Regions from separate parts of the Mus musculus genome. Here all the other regions are linked to region 2. Evidence: chromatin contacts called from public Hi-C data. All regions are on one chromosome and are shown on one strand. Each heading gives the region's core, a stretch centred on a gene start, on an enhancer-like site or on the middle of the called end of the contact. The rest is flanking DNA. Distances are from core to core; before and after follow the strand shown. Region 1 overlaps Tg (thyroglobulin). Region 2 has its middle 180 kb from the start of 1700012I11Rik. Region 3 overlaps Tg (thyroglobulin).

Evidence for each region. Hi-C and Micro-C count contacts between places; a contact is called where the count stands out from the background.
Region 1: a Hi-C map of the G1E-ER4 cell line shows a contact between it and region 2, with 6 times the contacts expected there. The contact joins two enhancer-like sites. A contact is called at or near these places in 3 of 484 Hi-C or Micro-C datasets (CD8 T cells, the G1E-ER4 cell line and muscle stem cells) and 1 of 115 datasets of contacts at active chromatin or transcription factors (memory CD8 T cells).
Region 3: a contact with region 2 is called in a Hi-C map of CD8 T cells, with 2.1 times the contacts expected there. The contact joins two enhancer-like sites. A contact is called at or near these places in 3 of 484 Hi-C or Micro-C datasets (CD4 T cells, CD8 T cells and muscle stem cells) and 1 of 115 datasets of contacts at active chromatin or transcription factors (memory CD8 T cells).

What each region holds. Positions count from the first base shown.
Region 1 is chr15:66,814,160-66,818,463 of GRCm38.p6, reverse strand. All of the region lies in intron 41 of Tg (thyroglobulin), which reads right to left. All of the region lies in intron 1 of Sla (src-like adaptor), which reads left to right. Among named protein-coding and RNA genes, the nearest start is that of Sla, 16 kb to the left of the region's middle. Within about 2 kb of position 2,788, at least 70 of the 459 cell types and tissues checked have an H3K27ac peak or open chromatin away from gene starts, as enhancers often do. A contact at or near this core is called in CD8 T cells and the G1E-ER4 cell line, where this site is marked.
Region 2 is chr15:67,407,277-67,411,578 of GRCm38.p6, reverse strand. No RefSeq gene overlaps it. Among named protein-coding and RNA genes, the nearest start is that of 1700012I11Rik, 180 kb to the right of the region's middle. Within about 2 kb of position 1,353, at least 59 of the 459 cell types and tissues checked have an H3K27ac peak or open chromatin away from gene starts, as enhancers often do. A contact at or near this core is called in CD8 T cells, the G1E-ER4 cell line and memory CD8 T cells, where this site is marked.
Region 3 is chr15:66,794,044-66,798,064 of GRCm38.p6, reverse strand. The region is part of intron 41 of Tg (thyroglobulin); the gene reads right to left. All of the region lies in intron 3 of Sla (src-like adaptor), which reads left to right. Among named protein-coding and RNA genes, the nearest start is that of Sla, 36 kb to the left of the region's middle. Within about 2 kb of position 2,179, at least 58 of the 459 cell types and tissues checked have an H3K27ac peak or open chromatin away from gene starts, as enhancers often do. A contact at or near this core is called in CD8 T cells and memory CD8 T cells, where this site is marked.

The DNA.
Region 1 (4,304 bases), core at 1,539-4,038, 590 kb after region 2:
CTATTAGAGGGCTAATTCCGGCAACTTCTGCACAAAGATGCCCCAGGGAATCCAAATCAGCAGAACATGATTAAGGCCTTAAGGTGTTTAGAGATCTTAGGGGAAGGGGCCTTCTTTTCTCTCTGTTTGAAACTCATTCCCTCAGTCTTCTCAGCTCCCTCCTCCCTATGAACATCTACTTGTTCTACACAGACATTGCATCACACTGACTGCTTGTTGTCCCCGCCTCTTGGAACTGATGGTGTCTGCAAGTTAGGATTGCAGAGCTGAAGACTGGTCTCATTAGACACTCTTAAAAAATGCTGTCTGTGAGCCGGGCGTGGTGGCTCACGCCTTTGGTCCCAGCACTTGGGGGCAGAGGCAGGTGGATTTCTGAGTTCGAGGCCAGCCTGGTCTACAAAGTGAGTTCCAGGACAGCCAGAGCTATACAGAGAAACCCTGTCTCAAAAAAAAAAAAAAAAAAAAAAAAAAAAAAAAAAAAGCTGTCTGTGAGGCGCAAAACTCCACAGCATTCCCTTACCATGAATGCCCTACTCATGGGAAGACATTGTAAGAGATTCTTATGATTTCAAAACATTTTCAGACTCCTGCTTAGAAACAATCCAGTTTCTCTTTGGTATCTGTCAGTAATCATCTCCCAAATGGGATACCCACAGATAGTCCACTGAAGCTCCACATGAAGGTTCTAGAGTATGTGTCTATAGATATTATTTAAGAAATGTCACTCTTTCAGTTTCTGTAAGTTATAGGTACATATTTGCTGTGTTATTTATGGAAACAGTTTATGACTATGAATAATACCCTGAGAATAACTTTTTTTTTCTGTAAGTACATGATCAAGAGTTAGGAAGTGACTAGTCAAACAATAAAGAGACACTGGGTAAAAGATGGAAGCCAGGAGGATACCTTCATCCAGGGGTTCTGCTCTATTGATAGAAGGAGGCATGCCAGCAAACCATTTGACCTTAGGTATAGATTACTATGGCAACTGTTGATCTGCAGACAGACACCACCACCATGCCTACCATCCTTCATCCTTACTGATGCCACATGGCATGATCAACAACACCCTGGTGAGTATCCATGAAGTGCCCAGGACAATAGGGATAGTATCAGAAGGAGGGGATGCAGGATTATTTATTAGCCCGTTTAGGTAGATTTGAGAGGGACAGAGAATGAGTCAAAGAGCTAAGATGACTGTCAGTGGCCAGTAATGCCATCACTATCAACTCCAGACAAGACAAGAAATGTAGTCATCCTACAAAAACAGGAATTGAGAAAGAGGTGTGAAGCAAACATCTCATGAGACCCTCAGATGTCTAGCTGTATCAAATTCTGCAACTTTTAAGGATCTCCTACTCAGTCTTGGTCACCAAAGTCTTGCTAGATGCGTTTTCTGGGGTCCCTGTGCACCAGGGCCCCCACCACGTTGTCTTGTCCTGCTTTTCTCTTGTCCCTTCATCCATTCAAGGTTAGCTCAAGAGGGTAGATCAAGTGGCAGCCCTGTCTCCCCATATCTCTGCCATTTGCTACCCCACAGAGGCTCCATCACAACTATTTCAACAGGAAAGACAATGGCGATCAAGCTAACATATCTGGAAGATAGTAAATTACTCATATGGAGCTGAGAACCACCCAGGCTCTGGAGGCACATTAGTGGGATTAATTGAGCAAGGACTGAATAGGATTCTAGTGAGTCTTGGTACTTCTGCAAACCTCCTGAGCAGAAGGGGTCATGGGGAAGAGCTTCTACTTTTTTCTTTTGTTGAGGAACTACAGTCCCAGGAGTCTTCTTGCAAAGACAGTGCTTGATGACACACGCCGGTTTAGAAACGGTTTGCAGTGGGTAAACTCAGATCTTCCCACAGGCTACTTCTCTAACTCTAAGCCAATCCCAAAGCAGAACTAGCACTTCTTGAGGAATGGAACTGTCTACTCGTCTCTACATGGGAAAGACAGGCTAAGAGGAAATAAATACAAATGCTCTTATTCCCCAGGCACAGTCTCTTTCTTCATTCATTCAGTGGATACTTGTGGGTCACCTCTTCAGGGTAGGTTCAGTGGCTCTATGTTAGACTCACCACCTCCTGTGCCATTTATCAGATCCACTATGGTTTTACCAAGGGTTTACAGAAATGGAGGGTTTGATGGTTTTACAGTACACTAGGAAATGCATGTATATTTCCCCATGAGTCCTCACAAGCAAGAAGTATTATATTATGCTCTGTGAGAGACTTGGAAATCTGTACAAGGCCATATAGCCCTGCCTTTAGCTATCTGGCCTCCGTCTCTTGACTTTGACTCCTGTGTTGCAAATACAGCTCCCAAGAGTGTCAAAGAGGGAGTTTTCACTTCTGGTTAGGGGAGCTCTGAGATCTACAGAGAATAGGTGAGCTCTGGTTATACATCTGCAGGAGACAGGATGTCCTCACAGGTAGGAAAAGCATCTAAGTGCATTAGAGCTGCCTAACCAAGTACACTAGTACCTGATTCTTTTCACTCAAGGGATGCTACCTGGTTCTTAAGCTTGGATTTCTCATCATCTATTTTTTTCCAACATTTATATAGAAAGAAGGAAAATAAACCCTGAACTTCCCAGACTTGGGACCTACTGATAGCCTCACATATCTGCCATGAAACACCAAATTGCTTTACAGCATATCTCTCGCTGAGCTTAAAGCCTCCAGGAGAACTAAATTCAAAGAAATGAGCTGTGAATTGTTTCAGTTAGGGGGTTGCCAGTTCCAGCTGGGGATTGTGGCAGCTGACCCATGATAGGGGATCTTGTCCCCTTAGCAACGGTAGAAACCACAGTGCCCTACTTCACTGAGTGATCCTTGGCTCACTTGTGGCTAACAGCTTGCTGTCTCCCTGTGGCAGTTTATCTGTGTAACTGATAGCTAATTAATTTGCAAAGCCCTCTAGAAATCTGACACAGATGGCTTGAGTGTCTTTGTGGACCTAAATTGTGACCTTTTGAGAGGTAGTTGTCATTTGTTAATACAGTTCAGCCTGGCTGACCACAAACTTATCTTGAGGCTTCCTGGAAGGCCAACATCTATCTTTAGCTTTTGTGCTGACTCCAGGCATTAAGGACCTTAAAGGAATCTACACCGTATAGATGAAATCTAGCCCTATCCTGCTAAACCTCAGTGCACTGTAGCGTTGGAGCCCAGGAGTCTTCTGGGTTGTTCTCCAGCTCCCTACCTACTTACATCTACTTTTAGTCTATAGATTTTTATCAGGTGCCCCTGTCTTCTTTACTAGATTATAAACATCTCAAGGACAAAGATGAGTAGAACTATCTATGCCATCTTGCTGTCCACTCTGAATGGACATAAAAGTTTGCAGTCCCACCTAGTGCTTAGCATCAGGGAGTGACCCATTTTGTGCTAGATCTGGGCAATTGGAAAGAACATTTTACCGGGTGTCCCTTGTGAACAGGGCCTCATGTTGGTGGTACATAGTGCTGAGCACAAACAGTGCCCAGTGCATATCGAGTGCTACAAGGGACTGGTGAATGAGTGAATGAATCTCAAAACACATGCCTGAATCTATGATAGTGTTCTCAATCTCGGTGGACTAGGGGAAGATGGTGGATACACTTCTGAAGTACAGGGTGGAAGATGGACCACAGAAGGGTATTCAGAGCACTGCCAGAGCAGAAAAGAGACCTTTGAGGCAAATTAACATGGTGTTCCTCTGTAGGACCTCTGCCCTCTCACAGGCTTTGACCCTGTGGAGTCTGAGTTCAGGACTGGGATTCTAGTCATTATTTGTCTCCCTCTGCCATTGATGTTCCTCGGACTTCCATGGTCACAACAGTAGTTTCTTCTATGTGAACCTCTTACTCTGGCTTGTTGTGAAGCTATCTGACCCCTAAAGTAACAACTCAATGATCCCCACGTATACCTTGTCCCCAACCACCACTGCCTGTGGACCTCTGCCCTAGAGTTCACTGTGTCTCCTTTAGAGCAGCACCACAAATGTGGGCTGCCCTCTAGGTCCACCCACTGGCTCTGGTAAGCAAGGCTCAGGCAGGGCAGGACTGTCTCTGGCTTAACATCCTGGCTGAATCCCAGTGACTGGATGGGCAGCCATGTTAAGGGAAGGAATGCCAGTGAGAGAAATGAATTCATTCAAGCAGGAGGGGTTCTGCAAAAGGTGCTAAAAAAAGTTGTCCCCCCACTCATGTCTCTCTGAATGTCCCTTCCTCCAAAGCTCTGTCACTCCTCAGTGCATGTGGGGGAAAGCCCCACTTCAGCTGATTCCACTTGCTTGCTCTTCCTCACTGAGGCAACTTC
Region 2 (4,302 bases), core at 104-2,603:
TACAGAGGTACAAAATCTTCAGTGGGTTCCTATCATGGTCTTCCTAGATTTCTTTGTTTTCATTTTGTGTGTATGAATGTTTTTTCTGCATATATGTATGTGTACCACATACATGCCATCCCTGGTGCTCACGGAGAACATAAGAAGACATCAGATCCCCTAGAACTGGAGATAGAGTTAGAATGTGCCATATGGGTACTTATAACTAAATCTGAGTCCTCTGCAACAGCTGTAAATGCTTTCAACTGTTGTGATATCGCTATATCTCCGATCCCTATTATTCTTATAAAGTTGTTCTGTGGTCATTGAGAACTGCTGTGGTTTGAATGTGAAATGTCCCCTACCCACTGTTGGCTCATGTGTCTGAACACTTACTCCCCAGGGGGTTTTACTGTTTTGGAATACTGTAGAACCTTTGGAAGGCAGAGTTTTGCTCGAAGTAGATTATGAATGTTAGAAGAGATGTCAAGGCATTCTAACCGGACCCAATTCCTGTTCACTCTCTGCTTCCTGGCTGTCAGTCACTGCCATCAGCCAACTTTTGGCTTCTGTCACCATGCTTTTCCCACCATAATGGACTGTATCCCCCACCCTCAGAACTATAAGGCAAAATAAACCCTTTCTTTCTTAAACTTCTTCTTGTCAGGTATTTGGTCCAGGGATGATAAAAGTGACCATGTAACTAGAACAAGTTAAGCAAAAAAAAAAAAAAAAGGAAAAAGAAAAAAAAAGTAACTAGGACAAAGATCAACTTTCTATTATGGTAAAACTTAAAATTTACCATTTTAGCCATTTTTTTCCCAGGGGGAAATTTCATGGCATCAGTAGGTTGAATTTGGGGACAACCATCTCCTAAACATTTTCATTCTTCTTAGTCCCTGGGTCAGGTAATTGATATGACCAGATTCTCCTGCACAGGACACAAGTGCAGGAAAGCAAGCAAAAATAAGAAAATGTAAGCTAGCATGTCTGTTTCCACAGGGAGAGAGCTGGTAATTGTACAGAAGTCAAATTTGATCCCTGTGAGAAAGCATGCCATGCTGAATAGAAGTGGCCATTGACATGGAAGAAGGCCACAGACTTCCAAGTGTCCCACAGGGAAATATTCATAGGTGGCCACGGTTAATTGCACTTGTGAGAAAAAGACAGTGAAATACAAAGCAAACTGGAGTTGCCAGGTTTTACACACACAGACACACACAGACACACACACACACACACACAGACACACACACACACACACACACATACACTGTAGGCATTTACCAAAAGAATCAGGTTTAGAGGACTGAGAACTGGTTGGTTGGGTTCTTCTCCTTTTGAAAACAGATGTCATCTGTGATCTTTGCCCACACACTGCATGTGGTAACCCTTCTCACATCCTTTTGCTCCACCCTGAGTCTTATCTTCACTAACCCTTCACAAATGTCAAGCCTTATTTGGTGAAAATGAATGGTGTGGAAAAAAGGCTGAGTTTCACAAGCATGAGGTATCGCTGGGGGAAAGCAATATAATTCAATTCTGGGGATGGATATGAGACTTTCCAAACAGATGAGAAGACAGACAGCCCCCCACCAAGGCTGCCCACAGTTCTGGGATTCTGGCATCTGCCTTCTCACCTTGATAATATCCTTTTGCTGTCCATCAGTATCTTTCTCATCCCCCACAGACAGACATCCTTACATTCCCACAGCTGGAGGAGCATGTCCAAGACCCCCAAAATGCTCATACATGAGCTACACTTTACCTTCAGAGGTCACCATTGTACTCAGCTAACCCAACCACTATGTTCCTGAACAGCCAATATTGAGCAGCACTCTACGGGTCACAGAAATAATGAGAGGCAGGCAAGGAGTGTGACCTTCTGGAAAATGTCAAAGGAAACACCCGAGGGTAGATAGCAAGAGCATCAACTAGGGATCAGCCTATGGCCTGAATCTAACAGGCAACCTATATTTGTACAACTGACATAGTCTAAGAGCCATTTTCACATTTTAAGCAGTTGTAGACAAAAGTTTGAAGAAGAAAAATATTCCGTGATACAAATAAATGACGTGGAATTCAAGTCACTGAGTCTATAAATATGCTTTTACTAAAACACAGCCAGGCTTGCTCACACAGTGTCTGTGACCACTTTGGCACAATGATGACCTGTGAAGTCTTTGATGTGGCCATCCATACTTTCAGGATCCTGATCCTGGCTGTGATCATAATACCCTGTCCCCCTTGCCCTATGCATGGATTTAGGGACCAGCTCACATGGAATCTGTCACCACATACAAAGAACTGACACACATCTACATCTTCCTGTTTACTCAATTCTTCAATAGACAGTTTTTAAATCCACACTACGGGTTAGGTGGCAGAGATGCAAAACCAATCAAAAGAAGACAAGCTCTCCCTGTTTTTGCATGCGTAGAGTCCGATGAATTAACCAATGAAGGCAAGTGTCCGACTACAGCCTTGACCACCATTAGGAAGGAAGCTGCATTGCTAAGTGAGAAGCCAGACCCAGTGGGAGGTTGGGGGTGGGGCAAATCCCTTATAATGTGACACCAAGAGGAGGGGGTGGAAAGGGGACATTAATCAGACAAGGGGAATAGAAAAAGTCGTTCTGGCAGAGACTAGAATATCTGCAAGTTCCAGGAGGGACTGAGCGCGGGGATTTAAACAAAGGGCCACAGGGCTTTAGAGGGGGTCTGTGGGTCTGGAGTTTGATTGGGGCATGGTGTCAAGAGATATAAGACAAGCAGGAGTGGCAAGCAGATGCTCAGTTCTCACTCGTGTTTCTGCTTGTGACTCTCATTTTAGCATTCTTCACTCAGTCCCCAAAGAAACAGCCAGAGAGAACATGAGCAGGAGCCAAATGAGTTCACAAATCCTCAACCCAGTGCTTACAGTATCCAGCCTTGAATGTTTCATTAAGGGGAGTAAGTGAATGTAAATTGTCTGAGCTCTAATTTACTATAACTTGAAAAATATACCCTAAGTGATTTGAGCATCAGGGATATATCTCTGTCAAACAGACATGGGATAGCTCCATCAGAACATTCAGTATGTGTTAGGCCCAGAACACAGTAAGACCCTAACATTTGTTTGCTGTGACTAACTAACTATCACCACCACCATCATCATTGTCACCTTCTTAGAAGGGGGAACAAAATAGCCACGGGAGGAGATACAGAGACAAAGTGTGGAGCAAGGACTGAAGGAAAGGTCATCCAGAGACTGCCCCACATGGGGATCCATCTCACATACAGTCACCAAACCCAGACACTATTGTGGATGCCAACAAGTGCTTGCTGGCAGGATCCTGATATAGCTGTCTCCTGAAAGACTCCGACAGTGCCAGACAAATACAGAGGTGGATGCTCTCAGCCAACCTTTAGACTGAGCACAAGGTCCCTTATGGAGGAGCTAGAGAAAGGACCTAAAGAGCTGAAGGAGCTTGCAGCCCCCTAGGAGGAACAACAATATGAACCAACCAGTATCCCCAGAGCTTCCAGGGACTAAACAACCAACCAAAGAGTACACATGGAGAGACCCATGGCTCCATCTGCATATGTAGCCAAGGATGGCCTTGTTGTACATCTATGGGAGGGGAGGCCCTTTGTCCTGAGAAGGCTCAGTGCCCCAGTGTAGGGGAATGCCAGGACAGGGAAACAGGAGTGGGTGGGTTGGTGAGCAAGGGGAGGGGTATGGTATAGGGGGTTTTCGGAGGGAAAACCAGGAAAGGAGAGAGCATTTGAAATGTAAATAAAGAAAATATCTAAATAAAGAGAGAGAGAGAGAGAGAGAAAACTAAATCATTTCCCAAGAGATCAAGAGCAGGCCACCTTTTTCTCTTTGTTTTCAACATCTTTATGAATTAAATTGTCACATCAGTCTTTCTCTTGTCATTTAAAACCTAGAATCTACAAGAGTACTTCAGAAAGACTGGACCACATCGGCACAGGTCACTTCTCTATGACAAGAGCAGAAGCTAGCCAGAAAGCATATGCCTGCACAAGAGTTGGCACCTGTCTGTTCTCAAGAGATATCACCTGCAGCCTCAGGTCTCCTGGGGTACCTGGCTCTCTTGACACCATGTGGCAGGGAAAAAGATCAGTTACAAAGCTGGGGTCAGAAAATGCTGAGTCAGGCAGGGCAGGGTAATATGAGCAAATCAACAGACTGATTTGCAGAGTCCAAATCAGAGAATAAAGCCCTGTGCTTTCTGTCACCGGGGCCTTTGTGACAGAATGATGGCAGGCAGGAATGTCCTCCAGTGAACTCCCTTCACAGACCTCTCAACACAGGCAG
Region 3 (4,021 bases), core at 930-3,429, 610 kb after region 2:
GATGGGCCAAAGGTAGTAAGAAAGCCTCACATTGCCTCTCCTTTGTGTCAGTAACACTGAGATGGTCCAGCTGGAGCTGGTCTTGATTGGGAAAGAGTGTGCTTATCCTCTGTGGGAATGTTCCTTTGAGTCATGAAGTCCACATAATCCACCACAAGGCAGATTTTGATATATTCTGTTTTAATATGTGAATGAGCCAAGCTCTAGTTAGTTAAAAGAAGCCTTGCTTCAAATCACAGATCTCTAAAGTGGTGGTGTGTGGGTCAGCCCAGCTGATTTCAAATGCTCTGAGTTCCTCATGGCCAGCACAGATGTACTCTGTGACTCTCATTACTGACCATGGCCCTCCTTCCTTAGCCTCTTTCCTGCCTCGTTCATTATATGGCAGTATCTAAATGTTTAGATTTCTGAAAAAGGAATGAAATTCTACTTTGTATACAAGGTAAAGTCCTAATGGGTTTGTACCATCCTCTCATTTTGCTTCCACATTACATGCTACATGTATAAGTCTGCCTAAACAGGTAGCTTAAACGTTTGTCAAAATGTCTGCCATACAGTTTGTCAAAAAGTTTAGTCTCTTTTTAAATAAATAAAAAAACCACACATGCAATTTTTTATAAACCCATGGCTCTGAGAAGGCTTGAAGATGTCTCTGAGAAGAAAACCTGTAATCCCACCTCAGATATTTATTTCCCTGTAGAGATCAGAGTTCAGGGAAGACAGTGGGGCCCTAAAGCCAAATTTGCTCACTATGGCCACACTGATGTTCCCTGGAGGTTTAAGCCAGGCTCTGTGTCTTCTATTGGTTTGTCCTTTGGTGATAAGGAGAAGGAACACATTTAATGTTCCTGAAACCCTTTGGCAGAAAACCAAGTACAAGGCTGTCCCGGCGAGAGTTCACTGTCATAACTGTGAAAACATGGCTGTTAAAAAAGCTCCATGAGAATCTGCCTCTGCAACTGTGAATCTGTAGCCCCCAGAATCCCTCTGTTTTTTTCCCCTGGAATGCCTGCATGCACAATGGACTTTTGTGTTTTCTTTATTTCTGTTTCCTTTTGTTCTTACACTATAAACGGTGGCTTTGTAATGTTTCACAGTTTTAATCTGGAGTGTACAATGTGACCACATCAAGCCACGAACACCATGGTGAGCACAGGCTCTAATTAAAGGGTCTATTCTTGTCATAGATATTGTATTTTAGGAGTCATTTTAACAGTTTTTCATATGGGGATACACCAATCAGTTTTTCTCTGCCTGGAATTCTCTGGGGACAGCACAGAGAACCCTAACATAGAGTCAGCTCCATTTTGTTTCCCACACATATGCCTAGAGTGTCTGGCAAGCTCCAGGCTGTGCCCAGGGCTGCCTGACACTGAATACCCCCCGTGCTCAGTTTTCTAGGGGCTCACAGCCAGGTAAGGGCATCCTCTGACAGTCATATGGATGTGCCAGGGCAACTTTCAGACACTGCTTCAAAGGAAAACTTCAAGTAAAGGCTAGCAAAGCACAGAGTCTCTTCCAGAGGCTGGAGTTGCTGAGGGTAGCAGAGGTGAGGAGAGATCCAGTGTGACTAGGCAGAGGGACAGCTCATGCTGAGGCTCCTAGGTCTGGGAAAGACCTGTCGCTCTCAGCTGAGGGAGCTGAGGGAGTAAGCGGCTGTTTCCTAGTTGGGTAGGTACATCAGGCCAGGAACCATGTGTTTCTGTATCAGGAGCATCCCCTGCCCATCATGGTTACAGAATAGGAAGTTCTTAGTTTGGGTGGGCATGAAAGGCGGCATACCCTCAGGCACCCAGACTCTTGAATGGCAGCCCCAGCAGCTGGGTAGACTTTCAGGGAAGATTTATCTTGGGCTCCTTGATGGCCTGGCCTTCCCTGTTGACCTGTACCTCACTCTGCATTGGTACTTTTACTTATGGTAACCTCCAAGATTGCTTAAGGTTCCTGCCCCAGAGGCTGGCTCTACCCTTATCAGAACTCAGAACTTCTTTCTTCAAACCTAATCCAACTTGAGTGCTGCTTCTCATTTGTGGGGTTGTATCTGGGCCACAAAGAGAAGAGCCTCTTTTTGAAAAGTTTTGTTAGGGCAGTGTTAGAATCATTCAGTCACTGGCTCAGGCCAGCAGTCTTACAGAGCTAACCTCTCTGTTCTGACCCAGCTGTTTCTTGGGAACCTGTATTCCTTTCCAATGACTCATTAGAACACTTACTTTTGGTTTCCTCTTGTAAACATTTACATCGTTTATTGCTCATGACTCAGTTTCCCAAAATGAACAACACATTTGCGTGTGCTATTCCATGGTGATAACTGATTTCTGCTTCATTCACCAATCAGCACTTAGCTGACTCCTGATCTCTCTCAGCTCAGACTGCACAAAAGATTTAAAAGTTGGCCTGTAGGACTTTTAGACTGTGAGAAGTCAGAGCTGGAGTTATCAGTACAGGTCACTACACCACAGAAAGTGGCTTGCTAGGGAGCCAGCCTGCACAGCTAAGTACCAGGGTTCTACTGAACTTTCTGAAGCCAAGGCATACGCAATGGCTCTTATGATCATAGGACCTAGAATGTAGCCTTCGGTAAAGGAGGAAGAGGTAGGCTTACTCATTGCTGCTGGGCTCAGGGTTGGGCCCCAATGAGGAGTCACTAAATGAGTAAGTATAAGATGTAATCCAGAAGAAAGGGTTCTGATGCCCAGCCAACCGGTACAGTAGTAACTATCTTTGCTGCTTTGTAAGTGTGCTGTTTCCCTCAAACGTACCCTAATACTAATCTGCATCAACACATATGGGTTATGGAAAATCACTAAGAATGGGAGCAAATGTTGCTAGGCATTAGGAAGGAGATTTGCATCTTATCATTGCATCTCTTTAGCCAACTGGACTCACATGAACCGAAGAGCACACTTCCCAGTGCAAATGTCGTTAAAATCTCATACATACATACATACATACATACATACATGAGCTCATATTAAGGGGAGGCAGAATGTAGGTCATGTAGAGTGTCAGATGTCAACCTAAAGGATTTAAATTTTAACATACCTACAACAGAAAGTACTCACATTTTATGCACAGTCTCAACCCCACTAAAACCCCTACTGATTAGAGGTATGACGCAGTGCTCATCCACTCCAAGGAAGAAGGGTGTGTGTGTGTGTGTGTGTGTGTGTGTGTGTGTGTTTGTTGTTGTTGTTTTGTATTTTTAAACACAGAGCCTGAGGATCCCTGGAGGATCCTCACAATTGATTAGCCTGACACTTTCCTCCAAGTACCACAGATGTGGGACACACAGGGCCTAAAGAGGGCACCTGAAGAAATAGTACTAAGAATTTTTAAAATTATAATTATATATGTGTATGGTGTGTTTTGATCAGATTCACTTTTTTACTCTTCATGTTGGATACCTTCTTTACAACTAGTCTCTCTCCTTATCTGTTTCTCTCTCTCTCTCTCTCTCTCTCTCTCTCTCTCTCTTTCTCTCTCTCTCTCTCTCTCCCTCCCTCCCTCCCTCCATCTATCTGACTATTGTTGCTCTCCTAGTTTAACTGAAATTGCTTGTCTGTGCATGGATGGGAAGGAATATTCACACAACTCCTCACTGCCCACACCATTAACTCATTAACTGTCAGTAGCACTTCAAGGAGTAGTAGTGCCCTGTAAATCCCTCTAAGAAGGAGTCTTTTCATAGCCTTCTGGGGTAAGGTTCTTTTATCTGTCATCCCATTTTTAAGATGCTGAGGCCTGTAGACACAGGGCAGACCCTGAAATAAAGCCAGATGAAGTGACCCTAGTTTTTAGATCTCGCGACCCCCCTCCTTTTTTTTCAGATGGGAACACTGGGATCAAGGTAGGGCTGTGATAGAAGCAAGATCTGTGGCCACAAGACCTGCCTGAAGGCTATCTTCTTGGGGAAGAGGCCTGGGACACTGGGCGACTGGGAGTAGAGTTTCACAGACACAAGCTAGGAGGCTCCAGAGCAGTGCTTCTCAACTTTCCTAAAGCTGCAACCCTTTAATACAGT